Linked DNA regions of Mus musculus: all the other regions are linked to region 6. A link is a contact called in public promoter capture Hi-C data. All regions are on one chromosome and are shown on one strand. Each heading gives the region's core, a stretch centred on a gene start, on an enhancer-like site or on the middle of the called end of the contact. The rest is flanking DNA. Distances are from core to core; before and after follow the strand shown.

What was found. Promoter capture Hi-C pulls out the DNA fragments that hold promoters and counts their contacts. Capture Hi-C pulls out chosen DNA fragments and counts their contacts.
Region 1: a promoter capture Hi-C map of hippocampal neurons shows a contact between it and region 6, with 3 times the contacts expected there. The contact joins the enhancer-like site here to the promoter of Osgepl1 in region 6. A contact is called at or near these places in 3 of 39 promoter capture datasets (hippocampal neurons and liver).
Region 2: a promoter capture Hi-C map of liver shows a contact between it and region 6, with 4 times the contacts expected there. The contact joins the promoter of Stat1 here to the promoter of Osgepl1 in region 6. A contact is called at or near these places in 7 of 39 promoter capture datasets (the C10 cell line, the HPC-7 cell line, erythroid cells and 3 more), 1 of 484 Hi-C or Micro-C datasets (muscle stem cells), 2 of 115 datasets of contacts at active chromatin or transcription factors (stem cell-derived neural progenitor cells and thymic regulatory T cells) and 1 of 9 other capture datasets (liver).
Region 3: a promoter capture Hi-C map of pre-B cells shows a contact between it and region 6, with 5 times the contacts expected there. The contact joins the promoter of Nabp1 here to the promoter of Osgepl1 in region 6. A contact is called at or near these places in 3 of 39 promoter capture datasets (liver and pre-B cells).
Region 4: a promoter capture Hi-C map of pre-B cells shows a contact between it and region 6, with 2.6 times the contacts expected there. The contact joins the promoter of Pgap1 here to the promoter of Osgepl1 in region 6. A contact is called at or near these places in 4 of 39 promoter capture datasets (the 3T3-L1 cell line, hippocampal neurons, liver and 1 more) and 1 of 115 datasets of contacts at active chromatin or transcription factors (astrocytes).
Region 5: a contact with region 6 is called in a promoter capture Hi-C map of liver, with 2.1 times the contacts expected there. The contact joins the promoter of Mob4 here to the promoter of Osgepl1 in region 6. A contact is called at or near these places in 2 of 39 promoter capture datasets (cranial neural crest and liver).
Region 7: a promoter capture Hi-C map of liver shows a contact between it and region 6, with 5 times the contacts expected there. The contact joins the promoter of Mars2 here to the promoter of Osgepl1 in region 6. A contact is called at or near these places in 1 of 39 promoter capture datasets (liver) and 1 of 9 other capture datasets (liver).

Annotation. Positions count from the first base shown.
Region 1 is chr1:52,149,528-52,153,141 of GRCm38.p6, forward strand. It overlaps Stat1 (signal transducer and activator of transcription 1), which reads left to right. Exons shown (of 25, transcript NM_009283.4): 19 at 1,092-1,141; 20 at 1,711-1,805; 21 at 2,706-2,851. Among named protein-coding and RNA genes, the nearest start is that of Stat1, 32 kb to the left of the region's middle. Within about 2 kb of position 1,319, at least 100 of the 459 cell types and tissues checked have an H3K27ac peak or open chromatin away from gene starts, as enhancers often do. A contact at or near this core is called in hippocampal neurons, where this site is marked.
Region 2 is chr1:52,117,928-52,121,399 of GRCm38.p6, forward strand. It overlaps Stat1 (signal transducer and activator of transcription 1), which reads left to right and starts at 1,511. Exons shown (of 25, transcript NM_009283.4): 1 at 1,511-1,696; 2 at 1,985-2,145.
Region 3 is chr1:51,476,286-51,479,880 of GRCm38.p6, forward strand. It overlaps Nabp1 (nucleic acid binding protein 1), which reads right to left and starts at 2,114. Exons shown (of 6, transcript NM_028696.3): 1 at 1,540-2,114; 2 at 1,193-1,331. The coding sequence starts at 1,630.
Region 4 is chr1:54,556,317-54,559,757 of GRCm38.p6, forward strand. Pgap1 (post-GPI attachment to proteins 1) reads right to left here and starts at 1,368. Exons shown (of 27, transcript NM_001163314.2): 1 at 1,118-1,368. The coding sequence starts at 1,264.
Region 5 is chr1:55,129,629-55,133,465 of GRCm38.p6, forward strand. Mob4 (MOB family member 4, phocein) reads left to right here and starts at 1,617. Exons shown (of 8, transcript NM_025283.3): 1 at 1,617-1,731. The coding sequence starts at 1,672.
Region 6 is chr1:53,312,245-53,315,616 of GRCm38.p6, forward strand. Osgepl1 (O-sialoglycoprotein endopeptidase-like 1) reads left to right here and starts at 1,380. Exons shown (of 8, transcript NM_001285839.1): 1 at 1,380-1,614; 2 at 2,612-2,855. The coding sequence starts at 2,635.
Region 7 is chr1:55,235,542-55,238,954 of GRCm38.p6, forward strand. It overlaps Mars2 (methionine-tRNA synthetase 2 (mitochondrial)), which reads left to right and starts at 1,636. Exons shown (of 1, transcript NM_175439.3): 1 at 1,636-3,413. The coding sequence starts at 1,699. Gm10561 (predicted gene 10561) reads left to right here. Exons shown (of 4, transcript NR_166489.1): 4 at 1-83.

The DNA.
Region 1 (3,614 bases), core at 69-2,568, 1.2 Mb before region 6:
ACCTGCCAATGAACCGGATATCTGAAGCATGTCTTTAAAATTCCATCAATACCGTTGTCCAGGTTTGCGGTCTGTGTAGCAGGGTGATGCAGACGGTAGTCGAAGTGGGTCTTTCTTAACTGAATGTCCCTGGAAGGGTCTTCACTCACTTGTGCACATTAACAAGGGTCTCAGACCTTGTTCTGTATTCCACATTTGGTGAGATACAAGGATTTTTTTTTCCCTGCTTGTTGTAGCGTATCAGTGGTTTCCCTTAAACAAAGTAGTGGACTTAACACAGCTCAGACCACATGCTGCATTAATTCATATGGCTAATTATATTTATGGCTTGTATCAGTTTGAACAACTGTCCAATTTGTGAGAAGGCTGAGGGATATATCTAAGTACAGTGAGCTTATAAAATCCACCGGAGATCTCGGCCTTATTTGGAACTGCACATTTGTTCTGCAGGGCTTTTGGTGGGGAGGGACTTCATGTAGGCAGAGGAACAGCGGGAAGTGGTGCTGGGTAGAGACAAGGGTGGCTTCTCCACAGAGCCTTCAGGGAGACAGGGGTCATGCCAAAGTCAGATCAGCCTGGAAGGGCGTGTCCTGGGGTGGGGTTTATAGAGCTCTGCCTGCTCTCTGGGAAAGGAGCTAAGAGGCACCAGATGGCTGGCTTGATGTCAGCTTCCTCTGCGCTTTCATAATCCGATCTCAGTAATCCTCCATGCATTCCTTCATGCTGTTGGAATCAAACCAACAGACAGCAGCATGGTGGTGCGCATCTGTCATCTCAGGCTGGCGGAGTCGGAGGCAAGGATGGGAAGCAAGGAGTTTGAGGCCTGACTGAGCTACACGGGGAGACCCTGCCTATAAATAAAGGGGGTGAAACAAAGCCACCATTCGTAGGTTTTAAACTGCTTGTTGGTCCTTTCAGCCTGTGTAACTAGAGGCCCATTTCAAGTTAATATACGAGAGAATATCACCTCTGCTGTAGTCACCCTTTGCAATAGATACAAGAGCTCTCAGTCCAACTAGAGCAGCAGATCAATTTCTGTTTGGTAAAAAGGCGATTTTTGTTTGTTTGTTCGTTTTTGTGTTTGTTTCTAGGCCCTAATGCTGGCCCTGATGGTCTTATTCCATGGACAAGGTTTTGTAAGGTGGGTCCTCCCTGGGTTGTTTGCTTACTCTGGCATGTTCATGTGTCCCCCTCACACCCACTAGGACAAGTTGTTTACCTTCCTACAGGGCAGGAGGTTGGTCTGCAAGCAGAGACCGACCGAGACCAGCCGGCAGGAAGCACCTGCCTGAGTGATAACACTCTCCCACATCCCTCGCCCCAGCCTCTTAATCAGCAGGGCTCTGGCTAAGGCCGTGGGAACCGTGCACGGAGCAGTTGTGCAGAGCTACCCCAGCTCGAGGGCACCTGCACAGGGTGGTGAGACCCTGCACGGTTCGCCAGCAGGAGCTGAGCTGCTCATGCTGGCTTCTGCTACAGTGAGCACACTCTTGTTTTCCAGTCATCTGGGAAGTCACCTTTGCCGGGTGCTGCTCTTGGGAAAGGGAGCCAAGGAGGGAGAAGCTCTAGCAAGTCAGAAAGAGGCAGGGGGAGCCAGCCAGGCATTTCCACTCAGGAACGACTGCCCCTCTTGCTTGATCTGGGGTCTCTTTGGAGGGGCAGGGCAAAGCAGTGCTTTGGTTAACCAATTGTGCATTTGTATACTTGCAGGAAAATATTAATGATAAAAATTTCTCCTTCTGGCCTTGGATTGACACCATCCTAGAGCTCATTAAGAAGCACCTGCTGTGCCTCTGGAATGATGGGTAAGCGTCCCTGAGCGCTCCGAAGGCTGGGACAGAGTGCCGGCCGGCCTTCAGGATTTGGCAGGGGTTTTGCTCAGAGATGCACACTTACCTGGTATAAGGCTCCTTGAAAGGACACCCTCAGGAGATTAAGCATGTCTTAGGATATCTATATTTAGATCTATCTATTTAAAAGCTAAATTAAAAACAAAAACCTCTTAGTGTCATTAATGTATTTATTCATTCTCACAAACATTGTCAGTATTTACTGTACTGCCCTAATAAAGAATCAGAAACCACCAGATGGGGCAGTGCAGATCTTTAACTTCAGCTGAGGCTGAGGCTGAGGCAGGCTGATCTCTGCTCGTAGCACAGCAAGCTCCAGGCAGCCACGGCTGACAGTGAGACTCAGTCTTTTTTGTTAAAAGGAAGGAAGGAAGGAGAGAAGGAGAGGGAAGGGAAGAGAAGGGAAGAAGGAAGGAGACAGAAGGAAAGAGAGAAAGAGAAAAGTGTTTAGCTCATTCAGTCCAGGGATCAACTGATATCTCCGGGGTTCCTGTCAGTTGACCAGCAGTGATGGTGTCTGAAGCGCTGTTACCTGAGGCTGCGTCCCCAGTACAAGATGCATAGGCAGACACTGTCATGCGTGGTGTTTAAAGTCAGCAAGTAACAGCAGACGACGACGCATTGCCTGTTTACCAAGCCACACCCCAGTCGGTGTTCATCCTGATTCCTACTTAGCACATGTATCTATAAGTGAGATGCTCCCTTTAAGTGCCAGTTAAGCATTTTGAAAGCATACATTTTCATAGTATGTTCTCTTGTCAGGCGGCAGCAGGTTTCTTAGACTGTAAGTCAAAATGGAAAATTAAATTCACGAGGGAAACACAAAGCGTCTCCATTCATCTCTTTAATACCCAGGTGCATTATGGGCTTCATCAGCAAGGAGCGAGAACGCGCTCTGCTCAAGGACCAGCAGCCAGGGACGTTCCTGCTTAGATTCAGTGAGAGCTCCCGGGAAGGGGCCATCACATTCACATGGGTGGAACGGTCCCAGAACGGAGGTGGTGAGTGAAGGGTCTCCCTCATGCCGCCCTGCCACACATGTCTGTAATCTGTCGCTGAGGATCAGCCCGTTGGAATAGCTGTGGAAAGGAAGTAGCATATCCTATAATCACACAGCCTGGCTCTCCATAGAGACTTAAAGCAGTGTGAACACTGGCGATAGGCTGCCCGGAAACGTGTTGTGGAAATGATGCATTTCAAAGCAAGGCCAAGTTTTTCCTTTCTCTCAGGGTTACGGCCTGCAGATCAAGGATGTGAATCAATCCTGTCTGCTCCCAGTTGTCGGAAAGAATCACATTTCCCACAGTGTACGACTTCAGACTCGACTCAGCCTAGAATAAAGTGCCCGTGTGAGGACAGGCTTTGTGAGATGCATCCCTGCAGGGACGGCTAGAGTGAGGTGCAAGCAGAGGAGCTGTCCCTTCATCTCTGCCGTATACTAGATTTCTAGTTAACCAAGTGACTAAAGCACTCCAAAATCATGGTATTATACAGGTTGAACAGAACAGACGGGAAGAGCAATTTAACAAACTAATAGTTGCTTATGGCTTGCTTGGAGAACATAGGGAAAGCTGGGTGTCCTAGGACTTTCTGTTTTCTTTGGATAGATTCAGAAAAGATAGTCTTGTGATTCTACTGATCTTTTCCAATGAAACAGGAGGTCTGGAATCAGGACCTAATGCAGGCAGTGGGCACTGAGGTCTGCCTGCTTTCCTTTTTCCTGGTGGTTCATTTCCCCTGAGGGATGGGGCTGAGAAACTGATC
Region 2 (3,472 bases), core at 261-2,760, 1.2 Mb before region 6:
TCACTCTTTAGACTAGGCTGGCCTCGAACTTACAGGAATCAGCTTACCTCTGCCTGCTTAGTACTGGGATTAATGCTGTCTGCCATCAGCACCCAATTGATCCTAGATTTTAACATGAGTTAGTGACTCCTCAAAGAATTTGAGAATACAGATGTTGGCTTAGAGGACTTTTCAAAGAGAACACTGCTGGTGAGAAGATTGAGTTTGGGGAAAGAGTTTTGCTTATTCAAAGAATAAAAATGCTGTACTAAGCAATGAAAACAGAGTAGCACAAGCTGAGATTAAAGAAAGTGATAGGGGAACATGGCTTTAGAGAATATATTGAGAAATTTGAATTGTCTAAGACCAAGCAAGAAAAGCCATCATGAAATTTTTAGATTGGCATGACATGATCAGCATTGCAATTAGATTTAAAAAAAAATCACCCAAATGAGTGTATGGCAGATAAATTAAAAGGGAGTGAAAAGCCAAAGTCAAGCAGTCACCAGAAAAGCCACAGCAATGATCCAGGTAAGAGGACGGGGTGGTGGAAGAGGTAGAAACAGGAGCTAGACCAACCGAGGCTCGAGGACCAAGTGTCCGGGACTAAATGGGCAACGTCTATGGCTTGGCCCTCATCCGTTCCAGACTAAGACGGGGTATGAGGAGGAACCTGTGTTTTGAGTACAGTTGGTTTACAGACTCAGTAGATATCCAAGGACAGGGTAACTGTGACACTTGGAAGAAAGCAGTGGGTGTGTATACATCTAGGAGTGCTCCAGGACATGGAAGTTACAGGGACAGTCATCAAAGGCACAACGGGAGAAGGGTAGATAAGAGACTCACATTCTGGTTTAGTAGTTTAATAATGGAGATGGGGGACAGAGGGATGTCCTGCGAGAAAGGAAGAAGCAAAGAGGTCCTGTCATCATGATGGCTAAGCGGGACAAAAGTTTCGGTAATGGAGGTGTCAATTGTGTAAAGCTTTATTTTTCTTAAACATATTAGTTAGAATTATTTATTTTATTTCATGACATTTTTGTTTTGCTTGCGTGTATGTGTACTTCTTGCAGGCTTGGTTGACGTCAGTGGAGGTCCGAAGAGGGCACTAGACTCCTGGAACTGGAGTTGGGAACCATTACGCAGGCACTGCAAATCCAAGCCCTGTCCTCTGCAAGAGCAAGTTCTCTGTAGCTGCTGAGTTAAAGGCAAGTATTGAATGTTTTCAAATTGGTAAATTAAGCTCCCTGGCTTTAGTAGCGTGAAGGTTAATCTCTAGTCCCCAATTCTGAATCCCGCAGTGATGCGCCTACTTAATGCAGGATCTCCAAGACTGAGCTTGCGCAAGCCTATAGTTTCCAACCTTGTAAACACAACCCCCTGTCTGCGGTTTGCACCGCACAGCGGCGCCCCAAGTTTCGCACGCCGGGTAGGGAGCGCGCGGACCAGGAAGGCCAAGCAGCCGAGGGGGGGGGGACGGTGCGCTGATGGAACAGCCGGCCAATCTCTGCCGCTGATTGGCTGAGGCGGAAGGAGGCGGGACGCCCTCTAGCCTTTTTTCCTGCCCGGTACTTTCGGTTTTCAGCGCCGAGTCTGTCAAAGCTCCCTGGAGACCTCCGGGACCGCGCCCCTCAGACCCACTTGGGACACTGCTGAGCGGCGCAGAGAGATTTGCCCAGACTCGAGCTCCTGCGTGCAGTGAGTGAGTGAGAGCCAGGTGCGGATCCGGGTGCGGGTGCGGGTGGAAGTGGGGCGCCCTCTCCTCGGACCTGGGGTCTGCTGCCCACAGGTGACCTGTCATCCCGCAGAGAGAACGCCAGGAGCCGGATCGCTTGCCCAACTCTTGGCGCTGCTTGGCTCTCTTATCCTGCCGTTCTCACTTCTAGGGTAAAATGACTTGTGCAATAGACATTTCTCCCGGAAGACACTGCACCTTCCCGCTTAACCTTTGCTCGCCTTGCCTCCAGCCCCTTTCCACCACTGTAACATTTTCTTCTTTTTGCAGTCGTTTCAGCTCTGCTCCATACCCTGAGCCGGCGCCACGCCGCCGCGCATGCAACTGGCATATAACTTGCTGTGTGTGGTGATTGCTTGTGTTGAATCCCGAACCTGCACCCGGAGACAGCCCAGTAAGTCTACGTGGGAACGGAAGCATTTGGAATCTCAGTATGTATCAGCCCTTACCGGTTTTCTGAAACTTAAAGGTGGTATTTAGGTTCCGCAGAACCACTAATGGTATAATCACTATCTAAAATACTCCCGAACACTACCTAAAAGTTTAGGGATAGGTGAATGGATGGGTGAAGATTGCTTTTATCTGGCAGGAATGACTTGAGCCCTGATTGATCAATGAGGACTCAGACTTGTAGGTTCATCATGGGGTTTGCCTTTTGCTTTCCTACGCCTTCTGATACATACAAGGTTTCAGCGGAACAAACGGTTCTGTGCTCAGTAACACTTAGGCTATATGCCCGGCGCTGTAGGGTCCAGAGGACGCTGATAGCAAAATATATCCCCTCAGAGGCTCTGATGCGTGCAGACAGCAAGCTTCCTGTGGAAAGTTCATGCGCTAAAAACCGTGCAAATGGCAGCCTGGTACAGGCCAAAGAAAGTTATGTGTGGGAGGGATAGACAGTTTTAGGAAGAAGTACCATCTATACGGAATTCTGCTAGATTGTTGGAAACAATGTGGTCTGTGCAGAACGGGCTAGACCGGGAGGATAGAATGTTTGTTGGAGGCATGAAAACAGGAAAGAGCCAACTCCAGACTCTGAGCCAGGTGTTTAAGGACTGTCTTGCCAGTCTCAGGTTTACAGACATGCCACAGTGGTGGGCTGGAGTCCTTTCCAATGGTATTTGAAATGGCGGCTTGCTTTGTAGTGTAGACATTTCCTTATTATCCTTTGAAGGGGCATTTGTGCAGCAGACATGACTTCATTCCTGCACATGAGTGTTTGAAAACAAGTATTTATCCATACAGTCCCATATGCTCCATCAGAGTACAGACCTTTCCTCAGAGGTCTGGCGCTACTACAGTCTCCCACTCTGAATTGTGGTGGTGCCATTGTGTAGTGGTGTGTATCCCGTTACATGATTGTCACAGGTAACTTGTTTCTATCTCAAGACTTCCTTAATTTAGGGATTGCTATAATTTTTAACCTTTAGGATTACAATATAAAAACTGACTTCATGTTTATCTGACGAGACAAATATTACTTTATTCTTTCAAATGGCATTTGGCAATGCTGTATGAAAAAAAAAGACATTTCTTTTTCTGAGCCAGTGACTCACTGTGTAGCCTCAGAAGCGCTCAGTATTCATCTCAGGCTGACCTTGAACTTGTGGCCTTCTTGCCTCAGCTTTCCCAAGTGCTATGAGTTCAGGTGTGGTCTTGAACATGGCTTACTGCAGGTAGTTCTAGCTGTGCAAGTATGAGAACCTGAATTTGGATCACCAACATTCAAAAGAAAAAAGGCAGGTATAGTGACATGCC
Region 3 (3,595 bases), core at 864-3,363, 1.8 Mb before region 6:
AATGAAACCAATTGTTTAGTGTGAGCAATTTTAAATGTGAATGACATCATTAAATCTAGATTAGCAGAATCAGACCAAAGTCTGGCTTTTTCAATGTTTCTTTGTACAACTACCAAGGTGGGTAACTTCATTAAAACATATATTATGATTAGTATTAGTATTGTAGTTCTCCCCATAACCTCCAAAAGAAGTGATTTTTGGGGGGGAAAAGACATGGACGTTAAAAAGATGTAATTTAGTGTCACAATGACTCAATGTCTGAGAATAAGATGCCTAAATTCTGACTCTCACTTCCTGCTTTGATGATACCTTACCTCACTTCCTGAAAATGTTGTAAGGCCTGTGAGATAGGATCAAAGAACTCCTGCCCAAAGACTCAATACTTCTACCATTCTCTTAGCTCAGCAGCAATTGTCAACTATTTTTCTGATGGCTACCAATAAAATTATTACAATTCTCCCAATCACAGAAGCTTCCATATTCTACTTTTAAGATTCTTTCCTGAACTTTTCTTAAGGCCAACATTTGGTAAGATTTTCAAGTCTATGAAAAAAAGTATTCCAACTCCATAACCAACTAAATACTCTGAATGAATCAAAGATTAACTTCTGCCACTGTGTATTATTTTGGGTTTTGTGAAACTCTGATCTTACAGATGAAATCATTTTCAAGAATGAGTATTCCAGATATTCATTCATGTCCATATCACAACGATGAGTATTGAGTACAAAAAAAGGTACCAAAAAAGGAAAGGGGTGGAAGACATTATACTTCATACACGAACTGATTAAAAAGGAAATGTGTCCAACTGGTGTGGCACACAGAACTGATTTCCAGGTATATCTCTGTGAGTTCGAGGACAGACTAGTCTATAGAATTGTTCCAGGACAACCAGGGCTACACAGAAAAACCCAGTCTCCAAGAAAGGGTGGAAAGGGTAATGTGATCTTTTATCAGCCTCACTGATAAATGCTCACTGACTTCCACACGGTATTCTCAAAAATAAAATTAACCTTTAAAATTGGAGGGGAGTTAAATCCCTACCTAAAACAAATTAGCTGTGAAGGTGAGCTGCTCCCAGTGAGGTCCACTAAAACAGCTCCCTTCTTGAAGTGGCCCATGGAAGAGCCAAACAACTTCAGAACCCCGAAGTCGGCCAAACCCACACCTACCCCAATTTATGCACACCTACCCTCTGGTCAACCGAATAATATCCCCTGTCTGTATGAGCCCTCCGATCTCATCCCACACAGAAATAGTGATGCTTCCCGTTCTATCAGCTACTTTGCAGGATCTCACTTCATGGCCGTCTTTGGTTTTGGTCACTCGTCCTGTGAAGATTTAAAAATCAAAAAGGGGAGAAGGAAAGGTGTGTTAGATAAGGAGTTCATTCGAGGGAGCTCTTTCACCCTCCTCTGGCTCGCTACGTGACTGACTTCTGTCCCCGGGTAGGATTCTGGGCCAGGAGCACGTGGGGTCGCGGGCGGGGAAGAGGTCCGAGCTCTCGAGGGTGTGGGGCGGGCTGCGGACCTCACTTACCTATCTCCAGGACAATAAAGACGACATTTAAGTTTTTCAGTCCGGCCTTAATGTCTTTTATAAAAAGTGGAGGGTCGTTGACCCCGTGCATACTGAGGCAGGTGCGGCTACGCTTCAGAGACCCACTAGGCAAGGCTTCCCACCCTCGGGGAGGGGCAGGGGCAGAGCCGGGGAGCAACCTGGGGCAAGATTGGCGACCGGGGTCAGGAAGCGGTAATTCAGGGGCCGGGTAAACCAGCCCTAGAGGCACGGAGCCAAAAGAAAATAAAAATGGAAAAGGGAGGGGAAAAAGACTCTCACAAGTTCAAAAAAAACAAAAAACCAAAAAACAAAACCGAAGACGCACTCCGCACCCTGAGCCCGCTCCCAAGTGGGCGGCGAGCAAACCAGCGTGCGCACTGCCGCCTCCGCTAAGGGAAAAGGGATCAGGAGACGGCCCTGCCCGAGTCCCGCTGTCCCTCACACAACACACGCACACGCGCGCGCCCCCTCCGTCCCAGGCTCAGGGAAGGTACGTGACAGCAAAACGGCAAGGCTGTTCACCAACCGCGCAGCCCGCGTCCCAAGCAGCAACTGGCGAACGCTCCCTCAGGCCGGCTTTATTAAGCCGCGCCCCGCCCCTTGTGGCGTCACGCGACGTCACCACGCCCACTAGCACGCCTCTGGGGCGGAACACAGCGCCACTGAGCTCGCAGCTTCCCTGGATCCTCCCCTACTGTCAGCACAAGCACCGCCTCCCGGCCGACCAATGGTCTCTCGGCCACACCCTCCTCCCGCTGGTCGCTCCACGTCTTCCGGGTTTCTGTAGGGCTGGGTCTTTTGGTGCTCCGAGGGAGACCTGGCTTCTTCTAATTCCTCAGGATCCTTCAGTAAGGCCACCTTTGCCCTTCAGTCCCGCGATCACGTGGAACTCAGATGTTCCGAACCCCGTGGTTAGAGCAAGTATGCAGTTGAGAAGGAACGGAGAGAGTGATCGAGCAGGATCAAGGAGAGAGAAAAAAGGGCGAACTAAAGGTGTCCGAGGCTTCCAAGAGAGTGGTTCCCAGTCGCAGGCAACTTGGCGATCAACCTTCGTACTTTAGAGGTGTTTAAATTGGGATCCAGAAACACGAGGTGGTCTTTTTAAAAGTAACTTGTAAATAAACCTCTTTTCATGCTGATAATAGCCATACATAGTTAAGTTCCACAGATATTTCATTTTTTCCTTAACCCTTTTCTTTAAATTGCACTTGGCTTTTATATAACTAAGATGAGTTAACCATACACTGGTGAAGGGGAACCTTAAAACAAAACCTGAAAGGGAGGGTTGTGCTTTGCCACCAAACAAGCTGGAGGCTAATTGTGTGACCTTGAAATTAGTTGGTTAAGCTTCCTAGCCAGAATTTAACAATCTGAACAATAAAACTAGGATCCTTGCCTCATAGAGGATAAAATGGGGTCATAAATAAATTGCCCAAGTACAGTCGCAAATAGATCTGTGATCAGTATTTCTTTTCATCAATTTTCTATTGAAAATAATTACCTGTTATTTAATCTCATGGTGAGTGATAATTTTAACCCCCGTTTACAAGTAATAAAACTCACTAGAGAATAACCAAACTGGATTTCAATTTAGGCAATCTTGACCCTAGGAGGCTTCAACCAGAAGTATTTTATGTTTAAGTAGTATGATTGTAACCCTCCAAAACAGATTGAAGAAATGGGAACAGCAGAGTATATTCTAGCATGTTAGAGAATCATATAAGCAAATACTGTGGAAAATAGAAAATGTATATATCAAAAACACACTTCTTTTTCTTTTTAAGGATAATACCGAGAAACAGCATAGAGAAAAGTTTAAGAATAAATAACAAGCCATGTTAAGAACATTGAGCAGCCTAGAGGTGAAGCACACCTTTAATCCCACCATTCAGGAATCTCAGGCAATCTGTGAGTTCAAGGTCAGCCTGAGCTACACAGAAACCTTGCCTTGAAAAACAAACAATATAATAGAGCAAAGTTGTGGCCAGGGATCTGGGTGGGGTGGGGTGGGGTGGGGGACCTAGCCACTCCCTGA
Region 4 (3,441 bases), core at 118-2,617, 1.2 Mb after region 6:
AATGCAGTGTTCACTTTCCCTCATAACCACTGATGCAAAATCAAGGTAGGAACTCATCTACTAGAAAATATCCATGGGAAAGGATGCTTGCTCCTCAGCAACTTAAACTTCAGTTTTTAAATGTAAATAAGAGAGCATCAAACAGGCTCCCTCTATAAGGACCTGTACACAGACTCAATCCTGATTTTCATTCTTTATCGACAGAAAAAAAAATCTGCTATGATCCTAAAAGTATACTAAGAATGCACCTTATCAAAATGTATTATGCATATTTTATAGGAGTTATTATAATAGATATTCCAAAATTTAGATTCATTTAGAAATCTCAAGAAAAATATCACCAAAGGGAATTTCTCCTGACAGCTGTGTAATTTGTTATCATCTCTTTCTACTGCTGGTCATGAATGAAATTTTAGATTCTACTACGCGGAACAAATGAAGCAATTAATGAAAGCATTCAAATTAGAACAGAGGAGGTGGGGGGGGGCGATGAAAGAGGAGGCAGATCCTGTTAAACCCAGTGAGAAGACAAAATAACACCAGAATGTACATGCAACCGATTATAACAGATATCGTAATCGATTATGCAGGTCACTGACTGTTCAGAGGCATGCGAAAACACAGGTACGCACACTCACACACCCACGGACTCAAAACCTACAGAACAGGTGGATCGGCAAAATTCTCCACCGGAGGAAAACTAGATAGTTTTCAGTTTAATTATTAATCAGGCCAGTCTGTCACTTCACCCAGAGGTAAAACCTCAGAGCCTCTTTTTTAAATCAGCTTTGGCAACTCTGCAAGACGCTGCTTCTTTCCAGAAAAGCGAAATCTGACGCACGCCCATCACTGGGCGCGAAGAGAAATCATCTCCTTGCAAGCAAAGGAGGGTCCGGGAAGTATAAGGATTGGGGAGAGGGACCAGAGCTGGCTCTCTGGCGGTCAGAAGTCGGGGTCCGGAGTCTGGGTGGGGGACGAGGGGTCGCGGAGGCGAGGATGCCCTGCCCAGCACGAAGCAGGAGACTTCGAGTGCCAGGAGAGCTCCGAGTCGGAGCGTTCCATCTGAGCCCGAGAGAAGCCCGGGAGGTGTGGGCGCGCAGGTAAGGGAGGGCCGTACCTGGTACTCGGGGTACTCGAACATGTAGCTCATGCTGCACTTGTTTTCCTCGAAGCCGAAGAAGACATCCCACAGCCCCAGGGTCGCCAGAAACACCATGAAGACATAGAACGCCAGATTCCAGAGGTTGACTGAGTGGAGAAACATGGTGCAGACGAGCGCCTCTACACCAGGAGAAGCTCGGCAGCCTAGACAGAGCGAGGGAAAGACTCCGGTGCCAAGCCGTGCCCAGCTGAGCAGCGCGCGCCTGCGCGGAGCCCGCCAGCACCCCCTCCCCTTCGCCTGCCGCTCAGCGCGCCTGCGCAACTGCGAGCAGCCGGCCCGCGGTGCCGCCCACGGAGGAGGGGGCTGTGGGCGTTTGCAGCGTGAGCGAGATTGTGTGCCTAAAAAATGGAATGAGAAAGCGGAGTGGGCTGGGCTGGAGGGCATGGAGAGAAAAGGGAGGGGGCGAGAGGGGCGGGGGGACGGGGAGTGGAGGAAGAAAGGGAGAGGGGGATGGGAGCGCGGGATCCCAGAGGCAGGAGAGGGAATGGCCGGGTGGGTACCGCAGGAATTGGCCAGGGGCAAGGATAACGCCCTAGAGTCCAGAGACTGTTAGAGATTCAGAGCTAACTGGCCAAGAGAGGCGGCACATCAAAGGCGTGTCAGGTGGCTGTCACGCACACCTTCCCCTGCAACAGTTTCAAACCCCATCCTGTTCAATTTTGAACCATCTCGGGCCTCCGCAATTTCGCTTCAAGGACCAACTAGCTTGATTCCAGAAGAGACAAATGGCTTTCCCCCTTCCTCTTAGACCACCGACTTGGGCCCTGTAGGTAGTAACAACACCTGCTCATTGAAACAAAACACACGACAGTCAAAGGAAATCCTGTTCTTGGTGGAAGCCTTAATCAGACGAAGTCTAAAAAAAAAAAAAACAATATAAAAATACCTACCAACATGATGTTCCCAGTTGGTACCTGCAGGACCAGGTCGGCACTGACTTGAGGTGCTCTCCAAGTCCCCCATGTCTCTGGGGACTGGTTCCACAATGACGTTAGAAGAGAATTTTGCTCAAGCTTCCACTCTTTCTCATAACTTAGTTCATTTTGAAGAATTTCCATTTGTCTTTACACAAAGGAAGGGGTTTTAAAAAAGCAAATTAAACCCATTGATAATACTTGTAACAGCTTCGAAACGCTGAAATGTTATGAGGTGTCAGCCCTTAAAGCTAACCAGACAGCAGATGAGTTTTGTGTGTGTGTGTGTGTGTGTGTGTGTGTGTGCGTGTGTGTGTGCACGTGCGTGCGTGCTGCTAACTTCAGAATTTTACTTAGAATGATCTTTGGCACTGACTCAATTTTATTTTATTAGATTAATTTTCTAGCAAATATTTTGAGGAAAGCTGGATAGGATGCATGAAATCAAAGAATTTCAAGACCGAAAAGGAAGCTAATTGTTTATCTTATACAAAACCCTGCTATTCACATCAAGAAGCTACAATCCAAAGGTAAAAGGGTAACAATTTTTTTAACCCTAGACAGAAACACTTGGATATCTAAGCAAATACACCTAGCTACAAGATACGGACTATTTGTAAAGAGAGGACTGGGAAAATGGACTGGTGAGCTGCTTTGAGGTATGGAGGTAGATTTGGAAGGGCCAGGAAAGTCTGGGTAATACTGAGTAGCAGGGCAATAGTTAGCTAATAAGCATTTAAGGCATACCATGTATGTTTTGGATGTTGTGGTGTGCCCCTTGGTATAGGAGTTATTTGTCCTATGCTGTGATGATACCCTGGGACAAACAACTTAAGGAAAGGTTTGTTTTGGCTCACAATTCCAACATATCGTCCATTGTGGCAGGGTATTTATGGCAGCAGAGCCTGAGGCAGCAGGTCAGTTTTCAGCTGTAGACAGGAAGCAAAGAGAGGTGCATGTTAGGGCTCAGCTCCCTCTTTCCATTTTTATCTGGTTTGGAAGTTAGGGTGAGTTTTTTTTCTATTTTAGTTAACTTAATCTAGAAAATCACTCCCAGACATGTCTCCAGATTTGTCTCCAAGGTCTTTGTAAATCCCATTCAGTTGACAAAATTAACCTTCTTCACAACTCTACCCCTTGTCAACCTGACAGTCAGTGTTACTATTAAACAATTACCTTCTAGGATCCTAGCCATCTCATGATACAGATACATTTAGTACAACTTCAAAAGTCCCCATAATCTTTGACAATCCCAATGCTAGTGAAAAGTATGTTAGAACTAGATACTAGAAGACACTGGATTCCCCCTGGAAGTGGAGTTCTACTGGAGTTATAGACCATTTTGAACTGTCGCAGACGTGCTAG
Region 5 (3,837 bases), core at 367-2,866, 1.8 Mb after region 6:
CCCACATCAGTAATTAATAATGATAGGGCTCCCTAGGCATATCCATAGGCCAATCTGAATAAGGGAATTCCTCCGTTCATTCTTACTATTGTTGTTGTTTAAGGATAAGGTCTCACTACATACTCCTGGCTGGCCTTGAACTCTCTTTGTAGACCAGGCATACTCTGAACTCACAGAGATCAGCCTGTATCTGCCTCCTGAGTGCTGGGATTAAAGGCGCCACTCTGCCCCGCCGCAGCTCTTATGTTGGAACACTTGGTGTTCAGCTTGAGATTCGATTTGGAGGTTGTGTAATTCTAACCATGGCCCAGCTCTGAGAAGTGGCTCACTTTGGGCGGGTCTTGATGCAGATACCAGCTTCTGCCTCCAGCTTAAGACCTCTGTTTCTGAACCCCATGCTCTTGAAGTTATAAAGAGCACTTACCCAGTGTCCACAACTTCCTCACCAGGTGTCCCATGGTACTATAAACCAAAACAAACTTTTCTTGTTTGGAAAAAAAAAAGATTCTGGTAAAAATGCTGTGTTTTTTTTCTTATTTTGGGAAAGATTGAGAGAAGATTTAAGTCTTGCTCTGTAGCCCTGCCTGGCCTGGAACTCTCTATGTAGCCCATGCTGGCTTTGAATTCTAAACAATTCTTTTAACTGTTTTGCTTATTTACTTGCTTATTTATTTAATGTGTGTAAGCTTTTTACCTGCATGCGCCCAAGGGATTCAGAAAAAGGTGTGGGATCACCTGGGTTGGATTACACATGAACCCCTAAGCCTGGCCGGGCATGCCGTGTACTCCGTTGGTCCCAGCACTCAAAACAAATCTCTTAAATTCAAGGAACATCAGGGAGACGCTGTCTCCAAAAAAAGAAAACACAAAACCAAAACAACAACAAAAGAAAACACACAAAAAACATCACACTTAAAAACACGAGAAACTTGGAATTTTGTTAAGATACAGAATTCATAAAAGCCATCAAGGGCTATTCATTTCCTCCTGCTTCCGACTTGCAAAAATGTGAGTTTATTTTAACTCTAACACACAATAACAGATGTGCGCTTTCTATCTCATGATGGGCATTTTTTTTTTTAATTTAGCATTGAGTCTTTTATCTACGGAAACCAACTTGTCATTGAAAGAGTCCTTGGCTTTTCAGTAAGAGGACCCTAGAAGCAAGATTTATCAGTACCTCCTGTCTTCCCTTTAACCGACCCAGCCAATCTGATTCTAGATTGGGTTAATCCATGAAGATTCTATAAAAATTTACCAGATTATCTGGGGTGGAGAATTATGTTCTCATTTCGCTTTTCTGAGATGGTCACTATTGTGCAAACTGCCCTTCCAGTCTATAGACAGCTGAAGGACAAACACCCACAAGTGACGCAGGCTTGGGTCACCTGCACCACAGACCTTGGAAGCGGCTCTCTACCCCAGCTTCCGGTCGCATCTTCCTTTTCGGCCTCGGCGGAGCTCCGCCGGCTGTTCATTCTGTGCTCCTCCCTCCGCCGGAGCCGCGGGCTCGGCACTCTTCCCATGGTGCTCCGCGCGGGCGGCGGCTGTTCCGCAGGCTGCCGCCCCTCCCCGCCGCCGCAGCGCTGAGCCCCGCCGTGCCCCGCCCCCCGCGCAAGCTGCCGGCCCCCACATCCGGGTACCGACGCCAGCCGCCCAGACTCTGGCACTATGGTCATGGCGGAGGGGACGGCAGTGCTGAGGCGGAACAGGCCAGGCACCAAGGCGCAGGTATCGTCCCTACGGCTTTCCTGTCACAGAGTTGGCGGGGCCGAGCCGGGGCTCTCCTGCTGGCGGGACTCCGTCTAGGAGAGGCCAGGGCGAGCGGGTGGGGGCCGTGGCCGCGGTGGCTGGCCTGCGCTTCCGGAGCCGCGGCCCCGGAGGCAGCCGAGCCGGCGCCGGCCGCCCTGGAGGCCTGCTAGACGCAGGACCCCGCTGTGTTCGCCGAGGCCCGGGGCTGACGCTTGTCACCAGCGGCTGCTGCTGCGCTGCCTGCTGTGAGTGGCAGCTGACGGCGCCCGGGTGTGGGGTGGGCCAGCTGGGGACCAGGGGGCTGTCCCCGCGTCGGGACCGCCGGCGTCGAGGGCTGTAAACACTGCCCACCTCACCGGGAGCAAGCTTGGCCGGTGACGTACCTGCCGGTCGGCTCCATCCAGTTGGTCTAGCCGGATGCAGGTGGCACTAGTTTGCGTTATCCTCCTGTTGTTTGTCTTTGCCACCACTCCCTTCGGCTTCCCTGCAGCTGTTCTCTGGTCCAGCAAGTTTTCGGCACCAGGTTGTGACTTGTTACATGTCATTCCTTGCGTATATTCATGCTAATGCGCGTGGACAATAGTCGGAATGAACTGATTATATACATCAAAATAATAGTAGGGCACTATGGGGAGTAAATTGGTGCTTCTTAGGACTTGCAAACCAGGGATGCTTCACAGTAAAAAAGAACAGAAAAGAACGGAAAAGACCCCCCCCCCAAAAAAAAAAACCACCCACGTTGACATTCAAACTTGATAGGATTAATCAGCCTTTGGAAATGGGTTGAGTCGTTGAGTAGAAGTTCTAAAATCAAAAGAGATATGTTTAAAATGTAATTTTAGCAGGCTGTGTTCTTGTTGCTGCCCAGCCTGCTGCCTCTTACCGTGTACTGAGTAAACTTTTTCTGTTAAAATGTAATTTTTAGGGTCAAGTGGAAATCAAAATACTTAATGCTACTGAGTTTTAGAGAGTTACTGTTTTTCTTTTCTTTCTTTTGTCTTTCTTCTTTCTCTCTTCTCTCTCTTCTCTCTCTCTCTCTCTCTCTCTCTCTCAAGGGTTTCCCTGTGTAGCCTTGACTTTCCTGGAAGTAGCTCTGTAGACTAGGTTGGCCTCGAACTCCGAGATCCACCTGCCTCCCCCATACACACACATCCAATTTAGAGACTTGCTATTTATTATGGATTTTGAAGGTTCTCAAAGTCAGGCTACCCTCGAATTATACTATATAGTTGAAGGTGACCTTGGACTCTGTTTGCCGAAACTCTGGGGGCTAGACTTACAATACATACCACCATTCAGGGCTTATACAGTGTTGGGGAATGACACCTATCAATTGAGCTACATCTCTAGCCCTAGAGAATTGCTTTTGAGTCAAAAACCATTGAGTCATGAGCTGTCAGTTTGCCTTGATTGGGTTGGAAATTTGTATACTATGTATACTTTCTACTATTTAACAACTCTTCTTTCTAAGGGTTCTTGTTTTCAGATAACTATTATTGTGCATAGGCAACATTTTTTCTAATTTTTAAGTGATGGCTTCCTTTAAAAACAATTCTTGGGATTACATCCAGGACTTTTCCTGTGGTAAATTAAGAGTGCACAATTTATTTTAAGCATGTACTCATGGCTCAGCTATATCCTTAGATGAAAAATTTTTAACTTTGAAAAATTGTTCAGACTAAACACTGCAATATGTCCCTTTGCTGTGTTGTTATGAGTAAGTCATGTGCAGACTTTTTCATTTTCCCACTTTATGACAAGGTTAAATAAAATGTAATAGAAGAGAATTAAAAGAAAAAACTGCTTTTTAACCAACCTTTTCTGTTTATCACATAACTTTTTTTCACTAAAATAGGCCTGTTCCAAAACGCTGTATATTGTGTTACTATGTTACACATGAGTAGTATGTGGCATAGCTCCTGCTGTGGGGTGGGGAGGGATTGTCTCATGTATCCCAGGCTGGCTAGTCTGGAACGGAGAGGGAAGGGCCTGAGAGTGACTTCTCATCCTACCTCCATTTCCTGAGTGCCAGAGTCAGGCATGTGCTGTAGAACATTTAAAAGTGAGACCAGAACATAGACACTA
Region 6 (3,372 bases), core at 130-2,629:
GCCATTCAAACCACTCAGCCTTCTCCAGGTTACTCCACTTTGTGTGCATTTCCAGTTCTCTACCTTTCAATTATCTGCATTGAAGATCGAGGGTTAACCTTAAGTTTTTAGCTCTCACAACTAAGAAAGTACCTGCCATAAAGGAACAGTCTGGATGAATGTGTGATAAAGTCCAGGTAGGCCTACAGGAGTGGGTATTTGTAGTCCCAGTTACTGTGGAGGCTTACAAAAAGAAGTCCGCGAGTTCTGGACAACATTGCAAGAACCTGAATCATAGATTTTTATATTTCATACACATGTACATGCATCTAAGTGGAACACGTAAGGTATAAGTATTGTAAAATTCTTCCTATTAAATTCACCTGAAGGTTACAAATGAGTTTGACTTCTGGTATTTAACCAAACAGGTTCCAGACTCAAGGTTGCCCTGGCCCATTCTGTGTTAGTCAGAGGCACTTAACTCTGTGACTAAATTCATTCAAAATTAGCAGCCCAATTATCTGTAAATGAGGCCACCAAGCACAGTATCTCCTGGATGTGTTCCTGACCCTGCTGGCACAAAATTGTTACTTTATTGTCACAGGTTGAAAAAAGTCTCAATTTTTTTAAAAGTAAGTTCAATATTGTAATTATGAATTTACTAGTACCTTCTCCTAGAGTTTAGTGTAAGTCTGTGAGAAGAGTTACCTGGTGGTGGTGGTGGTGGTTTTTTAACTCATCAAAGCAAAGATCCAAGCCCTTCCCAGCCTTGCATTGTAAAGCCTTTGCTTGCTACAGTTTTAAAGTTTAGGTAGAGAGGAAAGATTTGGAATACATCCATTTGATTGTACTAACAGGTTCACAAACCAGACCAACAAAAACAAAGCAAGATGCAATAATTAGTACATGCTATACAGAAAGTTGAAAGCTGACCTAGTAATCCGGGGCTATAGAATGCCATGGGTGCTTCACTTGGGATGATAAATGCAGCAGTTGTTTAAACTGTACAACCAAATACACTTCACTGAGAATCAAGTGCTGTTTTTGCGGGTGTTCTGACTTCTGATGAAAATACTTTCCCCATGAAAATGGAAGGTTTCTCAGGCCACTACCTTTTAAGTCTGGTGACAGCTTTCCTAAAATAGAATGACAGTAAATCCTACCCTTTTTCTCTTGGTGGCAGCAAAGTTCTAACGGAGGGCAGAACCCTTTCCTTAAATGCGGCATAGTGTGGGCACAGTGAGATCTACTGAATCTGGACACCTTTTCATGAGTCGCTATCAGCGTGACTTAGTAAAAGACCTGGTATTCACAAACCTGGCAGGAACGCCTGGGGCTATAAGAAGTTATTAAGCATTTCTTTACTAAGACAAGAGAAGGACCGCCGGCCCAAGGGCGGTGACGTCACTTCCGGGCGCCTGCGTAGTGCGGGCGCCCGCAGTTTCCTAAGGGGAATGGAGACTGCTCCCGCGCACGTCTTTCCTGTCCCAAGCTTTTGCTCACCACCAACAGAGACTCCGTTGCTTTCCAGCAACAGATTCCAGCTGTGTTGTCCAAAACTAATTCTTCTGGAGAGGCTGTGGGAGCTCACGACTGAAATCTGCGCGTAGTTTACTCTCAGCCCAGTCACTGCAGGTCTGCTTTCCCAGTTGACGCGTTCACTGTATTTCTAACCCCAGTTTTGCTCATTCCACACGTCTTGCAGTGTGGGAATACTAGAGTGTTTATGTTTAGTGATGGATGGATTGCTACCTTTTGGGGAGGAGTTGATGTGGGGAGAAGGGTTTAGGAAGAGGTTTGGGTGGTGAACCTATTACAAAAAGTGGAGATGTGAATCCGAAGATTGGATAAGTGTTTACGGTTGTCTTTGCAGAGATGCCGGGGGTTTTTGCTTGTTTTTTACAATGAACTTTATGAGAGGGCTTGCTTCCAAAATACAAAATTAAATCCTGATTAGTGAGCATAATATTTTAATAAACTGTCCAAATGCAGTACACTATTTTCTGGGGGAGAGGGGAGTCAATAAATGGGAGGCCTTTATTTTTGATTTGTTCTATTTGCCTTTAATTTTTAACATCACTTTAAGTAGTACTGTCCACATAACTATTATACTATAACATTAACTGTTGTATAAAGTGCGTGTTGAGCATGGTTTACCCAAAATGCCTGGACCAGAAGTGTTCCAAATTTCAAAAAAAAATTTTTTTTAATTTTGCGATGTGCCATATTCGTGACCAATTTGAGGATGAAACCCAGGTATAGATGTGAAATTCGTGTTTCATTTGCATCCTGTAAACACAGCTAAGGCAATTTTATACAATAATATTTTTAGTACTTTTTGTGTTTCCACTAACAACTCAGGTGGTAGCGTGCTTTAGAGCTTCTTTCACTTTGGGGGTGCTCAACTTGATACATTATAATCATTTTATATGCTTCTCATTTTTCTCTTGCAAAATTTGATTTATTCCTATCTAGTGATTTCTAGGACCTCTAAAAGATTTTGATAATGTTTTTACAAATGTTCTTAAAATTTTGAAGTCTGCATACTTAAAAAATAAGATAACATTCATTATTTTGTTTAAATAAATGAATTCATTGCAAATGACATAATATTTCTGTAACTCTTTTCTAGGAAGTATTTGTAGAGTAACAAATATGCTAATGTTAAGAAGGACAGCAGGAGCTATTCCCAAGCCCCCAAAGAGTAAAGTTTATGGATTTTTAAGAAGATTTAGTGTTCATCCCAGAACTCTCTCTTGTCATAAACTGGTCCTGGGAATTGAAACCAGCTGTGATGACACAGGAGCGGCTGTGGTGGATGAAACTGGGAATGTGCTGGGGGAAGCACTGCACTCCCAAACTCAGGTTCATCTGAAGTAAGTAGCAAAGGTTTGGGTCATTTTCTGCCTTTTTAAAGAAAAATGTCACCACTCTTTTCCATTTATCATGTATAAAAGTCAAAATTTAATAGTTAAATTCTTTTCTATTGTATAAGACCACTAAGTACCACGATAAATAGCTATGCCTTATGGTACACACCTTTAATACCAGCACTGCAGAGGTAGGCAGATGTTCCAGGCCAGCCAGTGCCACTCAGTGAGACTTGTCTCAAAAAAGAAAACAACAGACAAACCAAAACCTGCTGTAGAAATATCTCATACCTTGTCTTGGCTTTTAAGGCTTCCCCAGTTCACAGTAGGGTCTCAACATTTGCCAATCCTTATAACAGAAGGAAGCAACAACCATTCCCAGAACTAATAAATTTTATGATGTTTTTCTCAATGATGCCTTTTCCCCCTGTATATATGCTTTGTGGTTTCAACAGCAGTCCCAGGAAAGCATCATCTGATAGTTTAAAAAAACAAAACTATTCACATGTACACATAGAATTCA
Region 7 (3,413 bases), core at 386-2,885, 1.9 Mb after region 6:
GGTGGGTGGGGGGGGTGGGGGGGCGATGGGCCTTCCCCCTTATAAGCACGGTCTCTTAATAAACTCGTGGGCCTTGATCAGGACCTTTGTCTTGGCTCCATTCTCTCTCTCTCTCTCTCTCTCTCTCTCCTCTCTCCTCTCTCTCTCTCCTCTCTCCTCTCTCTCCTCTCTCTCCTCTCTCTCCTCTCTCTCCTCTCTCTCCTCTCTCTCCTCTCTCTCTCTCTCCTCTCTCTCCTCTCTCTCTCTCTCTCTCTCTCTCTCTCTCTCTCTCTCTCTCTCTCTCTCTCTCTCTCTCTCTCCAGGTGTACCCGGTTCAAGTAGGCAACACAGTGGATGGTGCACGCCTTTAATCCCAGCACCTGGGATGCAGAGGCAGGCAGATTTCTGAGTTCAAGGCCAACCTGGTCTACACAGTGAGTTTCAGGACAGCCAGGGCTAGACAGAGAAACCCTGTCTCAAAACAAAAAAAAACCCCAAAAAAAACCCAAAAAAATAAAACACAAACAAACAAACAAAAAACTCAACAAAACAAAAAAAAACCCAAACAAACCAAAAACAAAAACCAAACCCTCAGGGCACTATTACTCTTGGAAGAGAGGGAAGGACACAGCGCACAGATCTCAACTGCAGCTCATCTCTAACTTAAACACTAATGTGCACCACAGTCCATTGGTGAGCTAAGTAAAGCTTAGATTGCTGGTCTGAGATCCCAGTTTCTGCCTCAGCAGGTAGGGAATGGGCCTCAGATGTCTAAGTTCCTGGTGTGTCTCATGCTGCTTTGGGGACCATTCTTTGAGAATCACTAACAGTACTTAGGTTGGGTGAGGGTTTATAGGTGTTCCAATCTCATTTTAGTATGTGCATATATACACTGTTTAAATTAAATGGGGGTGGGGAGGCCAGTTGTGGATGAGAAAATATGCAGTGAGCCAAGGATTAATAATAAAAATTTGGGATTTTAAAATTCTCTCCTGCTAAAAATTAGGATTTCATTCTCAAAGCTCAGTCTTGGAAGAATTTCAAGACTATTAGAGGAGAAAATTGTGACTTGTTTTGTACAATAAAGCTGAAAGTTAATGTTTCCTTATCTGCACACCTGTGACTCCGCACTCCAGTCCCTGGATGAGTTCTCAAATCAATCCTTAAGGCTCAGCAACATGTTCAGACACGTCATTTCCTTTTCTGCCAGTGCTTATCGTTCCTTAAAGCGCTTTGTGAAATTATTTTCCTTTCTTTCAGATTTATTTAGATTCTGAGACAAACCTTAAATGGTTTTTCTATGTTGACTAGAGGATACCAAGAGGCCGGATTTGTGCCCTGCTTTGACAGTTAATGAGTTTGGAAAATACCTCAATATAAAAATCTTGCCAACAAGTTCAGTCCAGAACCGATCAGTTCAGTTCAGATCCAGAACAGATCTCAAAGAGTAAAACTGCACAACACCCGGGATACGCTCTTCTTTCCCCAACTGCCCTGACACGGAACCCACTAGCCGACTACTCAAAAACTCCCGCCGGCCACCCGCCCCTGCGCGCTGCAGGAAACCGGTGGAGGCGGGGGAGTTGCGGGCGGGGCCGCAGGAGTCAACGCTTGCCGTTCATTGGCTTCCGCGCCGGAAGCGGCGGTACCGTCCAGCTGCGCACGCGCCCTTTCCCGTGCTCGGGAACACCGCCTCCAGTGCTGGGGCCGGCTGTCACCATGCTGCGGCAGTGTGCTCGCTGGGTGTTGACGCGCACCCGGTTCGGCCGCGGCTGTCGCCGCTACGGTTCGTGCTCGCCGAGCGCTAGTGGCGACGCCGGGGAAGCGCGGGCCTACTTCACCACACCTATCTTCTACGTGAACGCCGCGCCGCACATCGGGCACCTGTACTCGGCGCTACTGGCCGACGCCCTGTGCCGCCACCGTCGTCTCCGAGTTCCCGGCTCTGCGTCCACGCGGTTTTCCACCGGCACGGATGAGCACGGCCTGAAGATCCAGCAGGCGGCAGCCACCGCCGGCTTGGCCCCGATCGAGCTGTGCGATCGAGTGTCTGCCCAGTTTTTGCAGCTTTTCCGGGAGGCTGACATCTCTTCCACGGACTTCATCCGCACCACGGAGGCTCGGCACCGAGTAGCGGTGCAGCATTTCTGGGGTGTGCTGGAGGCCCGGGGTCTGCTTTACAAAGGGATCTATGAAGGGTGGTATTGTGCCTCGGATGAGTGCTTCTTGCCGGAGGCCAAGGTTACTCGGCAGGTGGGTCCGTCCGGGGATCCCTGTCCCGTGTCTCTCGAGAGCGGACATCCTGTCTCCTGGACGAAGGAAGAAAATTACATTTTCAAGCTTTCTCAGTTTCGAGAACCACTCCAGCGGTGGCTTGGAAACAATCCTCAGGCAATCACACCGGAACCGTTCCACCAGGCAGTTCTTCAGTGGCTGGAGGAGGAGCTGCCCGACTTGTCCGTTTCTCGAAGGAGTAGCCATCTGCACTGGGGCATACCAGTTCCCGGGGACGACTCGCAGACCATCTACGTGTGGCTGGATGCCCTGGTCAACTACCTCACTGTAGTTGGCTACCCAGATGCAGATTTCAAGTCTTGGTGGCCAGCCACCTCTCATATCATAGGTAAGGACATTCTCAAATTTCATGCTATTTATTGGCCTGCCCTTCTCCTAGGGGCAGGATTGAGGCCACCACATCGCATCTATGTCCACTCGCACTGGACGGTGAGTGGCCAAAAAATGTCCAAAAGCTTGGGCAACGTGGTGGATCCCAGGACTTGCCTTGATCGCTATACTGTGGATGGCTTTCGCTACTTTCTCCTTCGGCAGGGCGTTCCCAATTGGGACTGCGATTACTATGATGAAAAGGTGGTTAAATTGCTGGACTCCGAGCTGGCAGATGCCTTAGGAGGGCTTTTAAACCGGTGCACTGCCTACAGAATAAATCCTTCTGGAACCTACCCATCTTTCTGTGCTGCCTGTTTCCCCAGTGAGCCAGGGTTAACGGGGCCGTCAGTTCGTGTGCAGGCAGAAGACTATGCGCTTGTAACTGCAGTGGCCACTTTACCCAAACTGGTAGCGGGCTATTATAATGACTTTCAGATCTATAAGGCTCTGGAGGCGGTATCCAGCTGTGTTCGGCAAACTAATGGTTTCGTCCAAAGGCACGCACCATGGAAATTGAACTGGGAGAGCCCTGAGGATGCTCCCTGGCTGGGTACCGTGCTTCACGTAGCCTTGGAGTGCTTGCGAGTGTTTGGAACTTTGCTTCAGCCTGTTACTCCAAACTTAGCAGATAAACTGCTGTCAAGACTGGGAGTCTCTACCACAGAGAGAGGCCTTGGAGAGCTCTACTTCCTACCTCGATTCTATGGACACCCATGCCCCTTTGAGGGGAGAAAGTTGGGACCTGACACTGGGCTTTTGTTTCCTAG